Regions from separate parts of the Mus musculus genome. Here all the other regions are linked to region 3. A link is a contact called in public promoter capture Hi-C data. All regions are on one chromosome and are shown on one strand. The core of a region is the stretch at or near the end of the contact, and the rest is flanking DNA. Distances in the headings are between cores, read along the strand shown.

What was found. Promoter capture Hi-C pulls out the DNA fragments that hold promoters and counts their contacts.
Region 1: a promoter capture Hi-C map of neutrophils shows a contact between it and region 3, with 3 times the contacts expected there. The contact joins the promoter of Ddx58 here to the promoter of Kif24 in region 3. A contact is called at or near these places in 2 of 39 promoter capture datasets (neutrophils and pre-B cells).
Region 2: a promoter capture Hi-C map of pre-B cells shows a contact between it and region 3, with 2.2 times the contacts expected there. The contact joins the promoter of Pigo here to the promoter of Kif24 in region 3. A contact is called at or near these places in 6 of 39 promoter capture datasets (the 3T3-L1 cell line, the C10 cell line, embryonic stem cells and 3 more), 1 of 484 Hi-C or Micro-C datasets (B cells) and 1 of 115 datasets of contacts at active chromatin or transcription factors (stem cell-derived neural progenitor cells).

Annotation. Positions count from the first base shown.
Region 1 is chr4:40,238,113-40,242,315 of GRCm38.p6, forward strand. Ddx58 (DEAD/H box helicase 58) reads right to left here and starts at 1,713. Exons shown (of 18, transcript NM_172689.3): 1 at 1,479-1,713. The coding sequence starts at 1,584.
Region 2 is chr4:43,024,437-43,028,139 of GRCm38.p6, forward strand. Pigo (phosphatidylinositol glycan anchor biosynthesis, class O) reads right to left here and starts at 1,378. Exons shown (of 11, transcript NM_001305386.1): 1 at 1,344-1,378; 2 at 127-638. The coding sequence starts at 637. It overlaps Stoml2 (stomatin (Epb7.2)-like 2), which reads right to left. Exons shown (of 10, transcript NM_023231.2): 10 at 3,254-3,703.
Region 3 is chr4:41,462,869-41,466,870 of GRCm38.p6, forward strand. Kif24 (kinesin family member 24) reads right to left here and starts at 1,980. Exons shown (of 13, transcript NM_024241.2): 1 at 1,842-1,980. Nudt2 (nudix (nucleoside diphosphate linked moiety X)-type motif 2) reads left to right here and starts at 2,280. Exons shown (of 3, transcript NM_025539.2): 1 at 2,280-2,312.

The DNA of each region.
Region 1 (4,203 bases), core at 463-2,962, 1.2 Mb before region 3:
AACCCTAACCAAAGAGGTGAACGATAGCTACAATGCAAACTTCTAAGGCAGTGGGAAAAAAAAATTCTTGAAGACACTGGAAGATTTCAGAAAGATCTCCCAAGATGGGTGGAAATAATACTATAAAAAGGCCTCTAGCACCAAGAACAATCTACAAATTCAACATAATCCACATTTTTAAAAAAATCTCATAACTAAACAGACAAAAAACCAAAACCCTAAAATTCATGAAACTAAAACAGGCACCCTGAGAGGAAAGGATGATACTTTAAATGGGGGAGGGAGGGAGGGAGGGAGTGTGATGAACCTCATGTTATAAGAAAGCAGAACGGGGTACCATTTGGGGGGGAGGGCATCCAGAGAGGGACAGGTAAAGGGGGTGGAAGAGCCACAGAAGAGGCAATTAAATAAGAACAAAGAGCAATGGCAGGAATGGCTGAACAAACTAGTTACTTTGTTTCAGTATTGAAACTAGTTACTTTGTATGCTAATGTAAATGACTAAAGATCAGATTAAAGGATTGAAAGGCAAGTGACCCTGGTGTTAAGAAACCTCTTGGGTGGGTTTCCTCTCCTCAGACCCCGCCCCCAATCATTAGGGCTTTTTTGCTGCTTCTCTCTAACACAACCGGGATGTGGGTAGCCCTGGGTAGTGCTCTTTTACTCCTCTCTGCATAGCCTGTTAGGCTTCGGAACTCAAGAGAGTCAGAATTAACCTGCAGTTGCCACCGTCGTCCAACGCCAGGAAAGACATCTAGGCTTTAACTGGCAAAATGAAAAGTAGCTGCCGCACGCCCTCGGTCACCCCTTCAAACGCCCTCTCCCTTCTCCCTGGGGGTGGGGGTGAGGTGGGGAGGTCTGTTTGCTCAGGTGGAAACACCCAGTGCAATTTACAAAGAGTCTATTATCCACCAATCAAATCCCCAAAGCTAGATATGAACAACTGTGTTAAACTCTGAACACACGGAGTCTGGAGAAAGTTTTCTTCCACGGACTTCCTGTGAGCAACATCCTTTGACAGAAATGTGCGTGTCAGTCAGTCCTCTTGCTTCCTGCGGCCCCCACCTCCACCTTTGGCCCGAGCCCAAAGCCTTGCTCTTTGCTCTGTACAGGAATCTAAGGAGGGGCGGGCGCATTCTGATTTCTCAGTTTCTCATGACAGGACAAAGGGAGGCACACAGCAGTCTAGAAGGTGTAAATAAGAGAAACAAACTATTTCCCCAGCATTGAAAGAAAGAAAAGAGTGGCATCCTTATGCAAGTTACTACAGCTTGCAGGAATTTTGTTCCTGACCATCAAATCCCTATGCTGTCTACTCTAATATGGCCTGGGAGTCTCACATACACCGGGTTACACAAATTAACTTAAGGACAGCGCGGGGGAGGGGGGGGGGCAGAGCCTTCAATTGTTTCTGATCTGAGTGATGTTTTCCCCTCGCTAAGGTGGAGAGCCTGAGAGCCCCAGTTGGGGACCACTCACCATCCTCGAGCCAGGAACTCATGTAGCTGAGGATGTAGGTGGGGTCCAGAATCTTCTTGATATAGTCTCTGAATGCTTGCAGATTCTGCCGCTGCTCCGCTGTCATTCTGTGGCTCCAGGCGATCGATGAGCGCCCTGGCTCCCGCAAATCCGCCAGAGATGAACGAAGTGGGGACTTTCCAAGGAGTCCCGATGAAAAAGCTGCCTAGCCGGCTGGCCATAGGAAATCGAAACTGCCTCAGGGCGCTGGGGAGGGGGGGGGCGGGGGGGCGGGGCGGGGATCCAGTTTCGTTTCTGAACCTAGACAGCCACTGAACCGCAAGGACCCAGAAGTACCTTGGAAATTGCCTTTAAGTTGGGGCGCAGCTTTTCGCGTGGTGGCTTTATATTTCTAAAGTGCGCACAATTGAAGTGCATTGTTCAATGAGTTTCGAAAAACATAAACACCCGTTACCTCTTCCACAGATCAGCTGGGTCCTGCAATAATCTTTAACCATTCCCCGCGCCCCCCCCCCCTCGGGGCAGGGTTTCTCTATGTAGCTCTGACTGTCCTGGAACTAGATCTATAGACCAGGCTGGCCTCAAACTCACAGAGCTCCGAAATCGTCCCTGCTTCGGTCTCACAAGAACCGGGATTAAAGACCCCCACCCCCTCCACCACCTCCTCCATGCCACCACACCACCACCACCAGGCCTAAAGAAGAGTTGAGGGAAAGATTGCAGGGTGGGGAGGGGGACGAAGGGGATAGGAACTCCACAGGAAGACCAACAGAGTCAACAAACTTTGATCCTTAGGGCTCTCAGAGACACCACTAAGCAAAGAGCACACACAGGCTGGACCTAGGCCTCCCTGCACTTTTGTAGCAGGTGTGAGTTTAGTCTTTTATGAGTCCCAAACAACTGGAGCGTGGCTGTCCCAAAAGCTGTTGCCTGTCCGTGGGATATGTTCTTCTAGCTGGGCAGTCTTGTCTGACCTCAGTGGGAGAGGATGCGCCTAGCCTAACAGAGACTTGATATGCCAGTGTGTGTGTGTGTGTGTGTGTGTGTGTGTGTGTGTGTGTGTGTGTGTGTGTGTTTGTTTGATACCCAAAGGGGCCTCCAACCGCTCAGAGTAGGGGAGGGGGCATGAAGTGACTGAGTAGGGGAGGGGGCATGAAGTGACTGGGAGGGGACAGTGAGTGGGATGTAAAGTGAATACGTTAAAAAAAAAAGTGAAAAAAAAAATTTAAAGAAAATGCCCTAGCCGGGTGTGGTGGCACACGCCTTTAATCCCAGCACTCCAGAGGCAGGCGGATTTCTGAGTTCGAGGCCAGTTTGGTCTACATAGTGAGTTCCAGGACAGCCAGGGCTATACAGAGAAACCCTGTCTCAAAAAAACAAAACAACAACAACAAAAAAAAGCAAAACAACAACAACAACAACAAAAGCCCTACAGGCCAGTCTTATGATTTCCTTAATTGAAGGCCCCTCCTCTATGATGAATTCAGCTTGTGTCAAATTGACCTAAAAGTACCCAGCACACCAGCTCTGGAAGTTATCCAACGCTTCTTTTAGAGTGATCATACGTTTAGTTTTACTCTTGGTTCTACAGTTATTTCAAATTAACTTTTCGATATAACACGAAAACTACAGCAACTTTTTCCAGACTTCTGATTGTATACTCTCACATATGCTGAAAACCTACCGTTTCTGGATAGCCTTGGGACCTTTATCAGGAAAAAGAAAAAGACAAAACGGACTTTACGTGTGTAGATCTGCTTCTGACTCTCTTCCAACTGTTTCTACTCCCTGACATTTATAACAGTACCAACCACTTCACCTGGGTTACTGCAGATTGCAAATGAAATCTTGAAATCAGGTAGTATTGAGTCCCCCAAACTTGTTTCTCATTATAAAGTGTGTAAAACCATGCCGGGGGGTTTTACATTTCCATATCCAATACCAACAGGTCAATTGAAAAACAAAACCAAGTAACTACCAACTGGATGTTTATCAGGGCTGCGCTGAGCCCACAGATGCAGTCAGAGGACCAGTCTTCTCCAGGAGCATGGCATTTCTTTCCATTTATTTAGGTCTCTGGTTTCTCTCAGCCGTACCTTACCGTTTTAAGGGTACAAATCTTTTATACGTCACATTAACTTTCCTCCATGTCCTTTAATACTAATGTAAATGGGATTGTTCATGAATTCTTATTTTCAAGTTGTTGCTACCCTACAGAAATACAAGTGGGTTTTGATTGCTGACTTTGTATCATGGTACACTGCTAAATTAACTTATTAGCTCTAGTAACTTAATAAACTTTTTTTGGTAGACCATCCTGTCACCTGTGAATATGAATAGTCTTACTTCTTCCTGCCGCGAAGCTATGACTTGTTAATGTCCATTCCTCATAGTTTCCCAGTCTTTATGCCTTTTGTTTCCTTCCCTTCCCTTGTCACCCTAACGCCTCTAGTAGAAAACGGAATGAAAAGGTGAGAGAATTGACAATCTTTATCACTGATCTTGGTGGGAACCGGTTGGTCAGTACTTCCCTTTAACTGTGACGTCAGATGTGGGTGTGGCTTGCTTTCCCTGAGTAACTGGGTTATTTGGCCTCCAGTTTTCAAGACCATCATCAGGGGAAGTCAAGGCAGGAGAAACTCAAAGCTTTAGAAACCTGGAATCTGGGATGGAAGCAGAAACCATGGAGGAATGTGATGTCCTGGCTTTTTTTGCTCTGGATCTT
Region 2 (3,703 bases), core at 128-2,627, 1.6 Mb after region 3:
GCCTTTCTACACACAAGATCCCATCTATTTCTACTCTCTGTTTCCCTACACCATAGCCAAATATACGGCTGGGTACCTGAAGTCCTGGCTCCCCAGCTTCTATAGTCCCCAGAGGCACATACTGACCTGCACTGTTGAGCTGTTGGATGACATTATCTTCCACTATAGCATGGCTGGCAAAGTTACTGCCAGCATCAATGAAAGTCGGCAGCGAGCCAGTGGTGAGAGCCTTTAGACGCTGCATGGTGGTCGTGGGGGGGTCCACCTGAGATCGGTACAGCCGGCCATGGTGGGGTTGACTCTCTAGGATCCTCTGCAAGGAACCTAATTTTCCCAGAAAAGGCACGGAGACAGGAGGTTCCCCAGGCACATGCGAGCGCTGAGGCTGGGCAAAGTCAAACCGCAGAGCGTCTATCAGTACCAAAACCACCCTGGAGAAGCGGGAAGGCATCCAGCAAGCCCCAGGCTTTCCATGACTTCCCCACGGCAAGGGACCAGGGCCTGGGAGCTCTTGGCAGCTGCTTTGATTGGTGAGCTCCAGACGAGTGAGAAGGAAGCCACTGGTGAAGAGTGCAATGCCAGCGTAGAAAAGAAAACAGACCCAGGCTAAGAAGAGGAGCACAGACACCTTCCGCATCCTGGGAGAGAAGAGAATGTTCATTGGGGTGCGAAGAAACCATGGACGTTTTGGCTCTCAAAACAATGCCCAACAACAATCACGTACTGCTATAAACTTCAGGACGTAAACAAACCATAGCTAACTCGTTGCAGCTGTTTCTACCAGTCATACCATCTGACGGTGAGAGGCTGAGACCTTGGATCTCAACCTGACGCCCAGGCTACACCTACCGATTCAGGTTCTGGGGGTGAGCACGGGAGCCTGTGCATATCCAACCGGGAGATCTAATGCTGTCAAACCACAGTCTAGGAGGAAGACTATTCCAAATGGTAGGTAGATTGTTCTCTGACAGTCCATTTCAATGGCTCTCTTCGGACTAACTCAACATTTCCAGGGTGGCAATAGACAGAAACCACACGGATTAACTGGATTGAGTAAACGGCGCCGCCTGGCGGGAACCGAGGAAACGACGGGGAGGAGTCTTGCTCCGCTTCCGGGCGGCCAGGCTCAAGAAAAAACCGAAGGAACGACGTCCCCAGGAAGCCCGGTATAAAGCCCATTGAGCTAAGCTGGGATCCAGAAGTCCCGGCAGCTCTGTCTCCTCCGGTGGGAACCCGGCCAACACCTGGACATGCTCCCTCTGATACTGGGCACCCCGGCAGTAAGCTGAGACACCCGTCCTAGGGGTGACAGTAACAGAGGTAACAGGGAGACCTTGGCTCACCTGGATCCGCGCCCGGAAGTGCAGCGGCAGGGCTCGCTGTCTGGCACCACAGAGGTGTGCAAGCCTGACAGAGCGCCCTACCAGGAGATTTGTCGCCGCCTGCCGGCACCAGCAGGGAAGTTCGACAAGAAACGTGGGGCTGAAAACTTTGATAGGAGGTTCAGTAATTCATAAATGAGGGCAAGGTCTAAGAGAGGGGGATGATGACTGGGTGTGTACAGAAGCATGAAAGAAGAAAAGCCCAGGGACCACCGAGCATTTTATTATATGTATGTTTGTACAATGCACTTTGTGCTGCAATTGCTTTTAGCCACTCAGCCCTCTCTCCAGACTCACTGTCCATTTTTGGTTGTTTTTCAACACAAGGTCTGAGTGCTGGGAACTAAACTTTGGTCTTCAGCAAGAGCAGTACATGCTCTTAATCACTGAGCCATCTTCCCAGCCCCATGCTTCAAGTTCTCACTGCTGAGACTTCCCTCCCGTGATGAACTAAAACTGTCTGGTAACTAGCTCCTTTAGATGTTCTTGTCAAGAGCACTTTTTCACAGTAACAAAAAACATAAACTAGCCGGGCAATGGTGGTGCACGCCTTTAATCCCAGCACTTGGGAGGCAGAAGCAGGCGGATTTCTGAGTTCCAGGTCAGCCTGGTCTACAAAGTGAATTCCAGGACAGCCAGGGCTCTACAGAGAAACCCTGTCTCAAAAAACCAACCAACCAACCAAACAAACAAACAAACAAACAAAAAAAAAAAACAACAAAACCCAAAAAACCTGTCTTTAAAAATACATCTAAATAAAAACTTATACATGACAGGTGGTGGTGGCAAACACCTTTAATCCCAATTGACAGAGTTTGCTTAGCATTCGCAAAAACCTGGGCTAACCCAGCCTGATTTTTAGTTAGCATTCTAGAAAACCTGGTACACTTGCACACGTCTGAGATGCCAGCACTTGGGAGGCAGAGGCAGGATCCTCTTAACCACCAAGATCGTCCTCGACACCACAGCTCCTCTGGGGCCAGCCTGGGATAAAGGAGACACTGTCTCAAAACAGTAACCACCTAAAAATCAGCGGTGGCAAACACTCACTGAAGGCATCACTCTCAAGGCAGAGGCGGGCGGATCTCTCTGAGTTCCAGCTTGGTCCACAGAGCTTGTTCTAGCCAAGGCTGCACTGAGAACCCTGTCTTGAAAACATGAAATGAGTAAGCTGGCAGAGTATGGCAGCACTCGGGAGGTATAGGCAGGTTAGGTCACATGCATTTAATCAGCCTGGGCTACACACGGTGACCCTTGCTCTAGAAAACAAAAAAGTGGGTTATCTGTATGGTATGTGAGTTTTATCTCAGTAGGAAAAAACAACTTTTATCTTCTTAGTAAATGTGTGGCACCTACCTATAGGGGTCCTACAAATTTACACGTAAGTCCCTCTTCCCCCTTTAAATACATCTAGTTGCTGCTGCTTTGCTTCTGGTAACCGTTCAGCCACAGCACAGCAGTTTCTTTGCTCTTGTGTTCATAAGCCAGGTATGCTCTGCCAATGGGCATCTGAATGGGTCTCTCTCTCCTCCTTCATGTCTGAGCTCAAGTATAATTTTCAGCGAGGTTTCCTGGAACTCTCAACTTGTCGGTTCACCAGAGCACTTTGAACTTACAGTGGATCCAACTCAGGCCATTCGGCTTGTACTGCAGGAGGCTTTTACTCACAGAGCCACCTTACCAGCCTGGCTTATGACTTTTTATCACGCTCTGCTTCCTTGTATTGCCACCCTGACTTGGATTCTGTGAAAGCAGACACCTCTGGGGTTCAGTTCTGTTATTGCTGCTTTGAGACAGGGTCCCACTAAGTACTTAAAGTTGGCCTTGATCTCACAGTCCGTTAGTCTGCATCACCACAGCCATCTCTCAACTGCTTTTGTAAACCCTAGTTTATTAATAGCTTAATAGTCTACACCCTCTGCCCTTTAAGACCGCCATACCATAAGGGCAAGCTGTCCTTTCCCGTGTGTCCCCAAGCCCCTGCACCACTGTGCAGCTGGCAGTTCAGCAGACCATGCCTCAATCCCCGTACAGCCGAGGTTTCTCTTGACGACAGGATGACTTCACTTCACATGAAGTGAATCCTTGTCACGCGTGGAGAATCAACTCCTCACACCGACCTGGACTGAAGGGTGGAAGTGGACGGCCAAAGACGACCCGAGTGGCTTTCCTAACTTCATCCCCCAATCAATGAGGACAGTTTCCCATTTGCCACTGGTCACTTTATTACATGATTAGTAAGTTCAAATAAAAAAATAAAAACTAAAATTTGGCCGGGAGGCTGGAACCAGAATCTTTTTTGAGAGCAGCTCCCGGCCCCT
Region 3 (4,002 bases), core at 730-3,229:
TCCAACACCCTCTTTTGGTTTCCTTCATACTGCACACATACAAGGTACACAAACATACAGGCAAAACATTCATACACATTGTCTTAGTCAGGGTTTCTATTCCTGCACAAAACATCATGACCAAGAAGCAAGTTGGGGAGGGAAGGGTTTATTCAGCTTGCTTACACTTTCCACACTGCTGTACATCACCAAGGGAAGTCAGGACCAGAACTCAAGCAGGTCAGGAAGCAGGAGCTGATGCAGAGGCCATGGAGGGATGTTCTTTACTGGCTTGCTTCCCCTGGCTTGCTCAGCTTGCTCTCTTATAGAACCAAGACTGCCAGCCCAGAGATGGCACCACCCACAAGGGGCCCTCCCCCCTTGATAACCAATTCAGGAAATGCCGTACAGCTGGATCTCATGGAGGCATTTCCTCAACTGAAGCTCCTTTCTCAGTGATAACTCGCGCCTGTGTCAAGTTGACACACAAAACTAGCCAGTACACAAATAAAATTAAACAAACAAACCAACCAACCAACCAACCAACCACCTGAAATAAAGGTCAAGGAAATGGCTTGGTAGGTAAATGCACATAACCTATAATAAGCCTAATGGTTCAAATTCAATGCCTAGAACCCACATAAAAGGTCACATGTGGTACTGCACATGTGTAACCCTAGCACTCCTAGGGAGAAGTAAGTGTGTGTGTGTGTGTGTAAGATAGAAATATCCTGGAGTATGCACTGCAGCAGCAGAAACAAGCTGCTTAAAAAACATGGAAAATGAGAACCAGTTCCTCAAAGTTGTCCTCTGACCTTCACTTGAGTGCTCACACACACACATACATACACACACACACATATACATATACACACACACATACACACACACTGTTAAGTGAAAAAAACTCAAAGTCAAATAATTGATTTCAGTTTCCAAAGCACAGATAAAATGTTACGATAGTTGGTGGTCAGTAAACAACAAGAGGAAATCCTCGGGCATATAAGGACAGAATGGCCTGTTATAAGCAAATACATTTAGGGGTTTGAGAAGAGGTACTTGTAGGCCAGACTACAATGTGGAGAGAGCACGTCTCTCTGATTGAGAACTTTGTCTCAAAACCAACCAACAAACAAAAGCCACACAAACAAAAACTTAAAAAAAGAAAAGCAGTAAATAATGAAGTAATGTATGTATGCTAGCGGTCAGCTTGCTTTCTCCACTCTATTACTGCTCAGAATTCCCTGCCTTGGGAATGTTGCCACCCACACTGAGCAGGTCTTCCTGCCCCCAACGTGGGAACGCCAACGCTGAATTTTCTGTCTCTTGTATATGAGATTAGGGTGTCCTCTCTCTTCCACCTGCCCCCAAATCGACTTTGAATGGGACAAGGCAGAAAGATAACTGAATCTATTTGTAGTGAGTGAAAGCCAACTGAACAAATATTTCCTTAAAAAAACAAAACAAACAAACAAAAAACTAATATGCGTAAGACGCTGTGGAAAGGCTTGTCTTATCTCAGAGGTCAAAATTATATGAGAAAAAAGGAGAATGAGGTTTGCGGAAGTTCACAAAACAACCGAAAGTCCAATCGAAGCGCTCTGAAGAGCGTGTCTCAAAGGCAAGAGGCCTTTGGGGTACTCAGAAAAGCCTCAAAGCTGGTGGTGGTCGAGGTAATTGCTGAAGAGGCGGTAGACAGGGAGATGAAACGTGAGAGAGCGCGAGAACCCTCGAAGAACCCGAGAAGCCAAGTTCTAGTTACCCCGCAAATACCGGTCTCGGCTCGCGCCGCTCGCAGACAGGAGCACCCGCTCCCGCGCAGGCGCAGAGCCTGGGCTCAAGCTAAAGCCACCGTTTCTCACCTCAGGGCAATCCCGGCTCCTCCTCAGTCAGTTTTCAGGGAGGACCGAAGAAATAGTGCGGTGAGGAGAAAGCCCTAAGGCCGGGCTAGCAGAGCGTCCGGTCAACCCGCCTTAGGTGTCCGCCAGGCCACATCCCCATGGCAACGCCACAAGCGCCAGTTCGAACGCGCGCGCCGACGCCCGCCCGCCCGCGGTCCCGCAGCACCGACCAATGGTCATTCACAGAGCCTGTCACCTCTCCTCTAAAAGGCCAATCAGAAATCAGAAGGGGAAGGGGGCGGTTCATTCTCCACCAATGGTTCAGCTTGAGGCAGATCTCGCGACGGTCCCAGCCAAAAAACCACGCCTCAGGGGCGGGTGGAAGCGCCTGATGCCCAATTCTGTGGCTCGTCTGAAGTGCAGCCGGGCTCTTCTGATTGGCTGGCGCGCTACGTCTCCGTTCGAGGACCGCCTCCTGCCTCTGGGCTACGGGTGAGTGCTGTGGGGCTGGGGGGCGTGGGGAGTGTCGCGGGCTCCTGACCTGTTGCTGCGGGGACGGAGCTGGCAGTGAGGCGCGTGTAGGCCAGGCCCCATCCACTCGCGGGACCTCGGTTTATCTCTGTGCACCAGAGAGGACTAGGTTCAGTGGTGAGGGCGTGGGTCGGAAGAATCCCAGAGGCAGAGAGATTCACCTTTGGGACTTAGCGGGCCAATCATATCTTCTCCCTAGGCTTGCTTTGTAGTTATCGATTAAACCCTGCCTGCATTCCAAAAGATCTTACGTTTGGTAAAAATTATTACTTGTGTGTGTGTGTGTGTGTGTCTGTGTCTGTCTATGCGCGCCACGTGCGTGCAGATGCTCTCAGAATCCAGAAGGCGTCGGATCCCAGGAGCTGGAGTTAAACGTTGTGTGGGCCACCTGGTATAGGTTCCGGGGAACCGAACCCCAATCTTTTGGAAGAGTGACAGGTGCTCTTTAGCCCCCAGAGATAGAAAGTCACAAGATTCCCGTCTTAAGAAAAAAAGGCGAAACAGCTTAAATCGAGAAGAGTCAAGTTGCCAATGCAGAAATGTTCTAATGTCCAGTGGCAATTAAGCTTAATGATGTTAGAAATTGGACGTGTCTGCATTTGATTAACTACTCAAAAATATTTCTGAACCATAGTTTTATTTTTTTTTTCCTTTTGTGAAAAATAATAGTAATGCTTCAACGGGTTGCAAAGACTATTGGGAAAAAATGCTTGGCCAGGCCTAGCCTCTCAGGTCAAAAAGGAACCACCAGCATAGTAGGAACAAATCCAGTAGCCAGCATGTGTGCAGCTTCATATGTACTTTAATGGAGTGCTCGTTTTTAGCTCAAAAATGAGCGATTCGGGGGCCTGGAGAGATGGTTCAGTGGTTAAGAGCCCTTAACCTCTCTTCCAGAGAAATTTGAGTTCATTTCCCAGCATCCATGCCAAGTGGCTCACAGTAGCCTCCCAACTCCTGCTCCAGGGCATCCATGGCCCTCTTCTGGACTCTTCAGGCACCCACATACCACACACAACTGGCAGACACACAAGACATAAACAAAAGTAAATCACTAATCAGTTAAAGAATAAATGTAATTCTTACTAATAAGGAAATACAGTATTCAAAAGAGAAAATTGACAATATATTAAAGGGAATTAATCTTGTTGATCTTTAAAAATTACTAATACTTAGTGTGAACACTGTTTATCAGCTGTTTCCTGAAAAATATAAAAATGATAGTGCATGTCTTTATTCCTAACAGAGGCTGGAGGATCTCTGAGTTCCAGGAGAGACAGGACTATGACACAGAGGTGGGGAAATTCTTGATTCAACTATTAGAAAGAGTTGACTGCCAGTATAATACAGAGAAGCATTCAGGTGGCCTATTATAATACAAGATAAGAGTGACTGGCATGTATTCATGTCTGTCTACACATACTTTAAACTCTCAACAATGAGAAATACACGTTAGAGTCACTTTACAAATGAGGACCTGTCTTTCAGGTAACAACCTGACCTGAGTGGCTAAGTTTCTTTCACAGCAGTGTCAGGTATACTTTTCTATCTTGTACTGTTTTGAACTGAAAGAGGGTGAAAATATTTGGAATACCAGATAGGAAAGGGGGTGATTAGACAGGTAAATGCACCCAAATTCAGGGAAAGTGGCTCG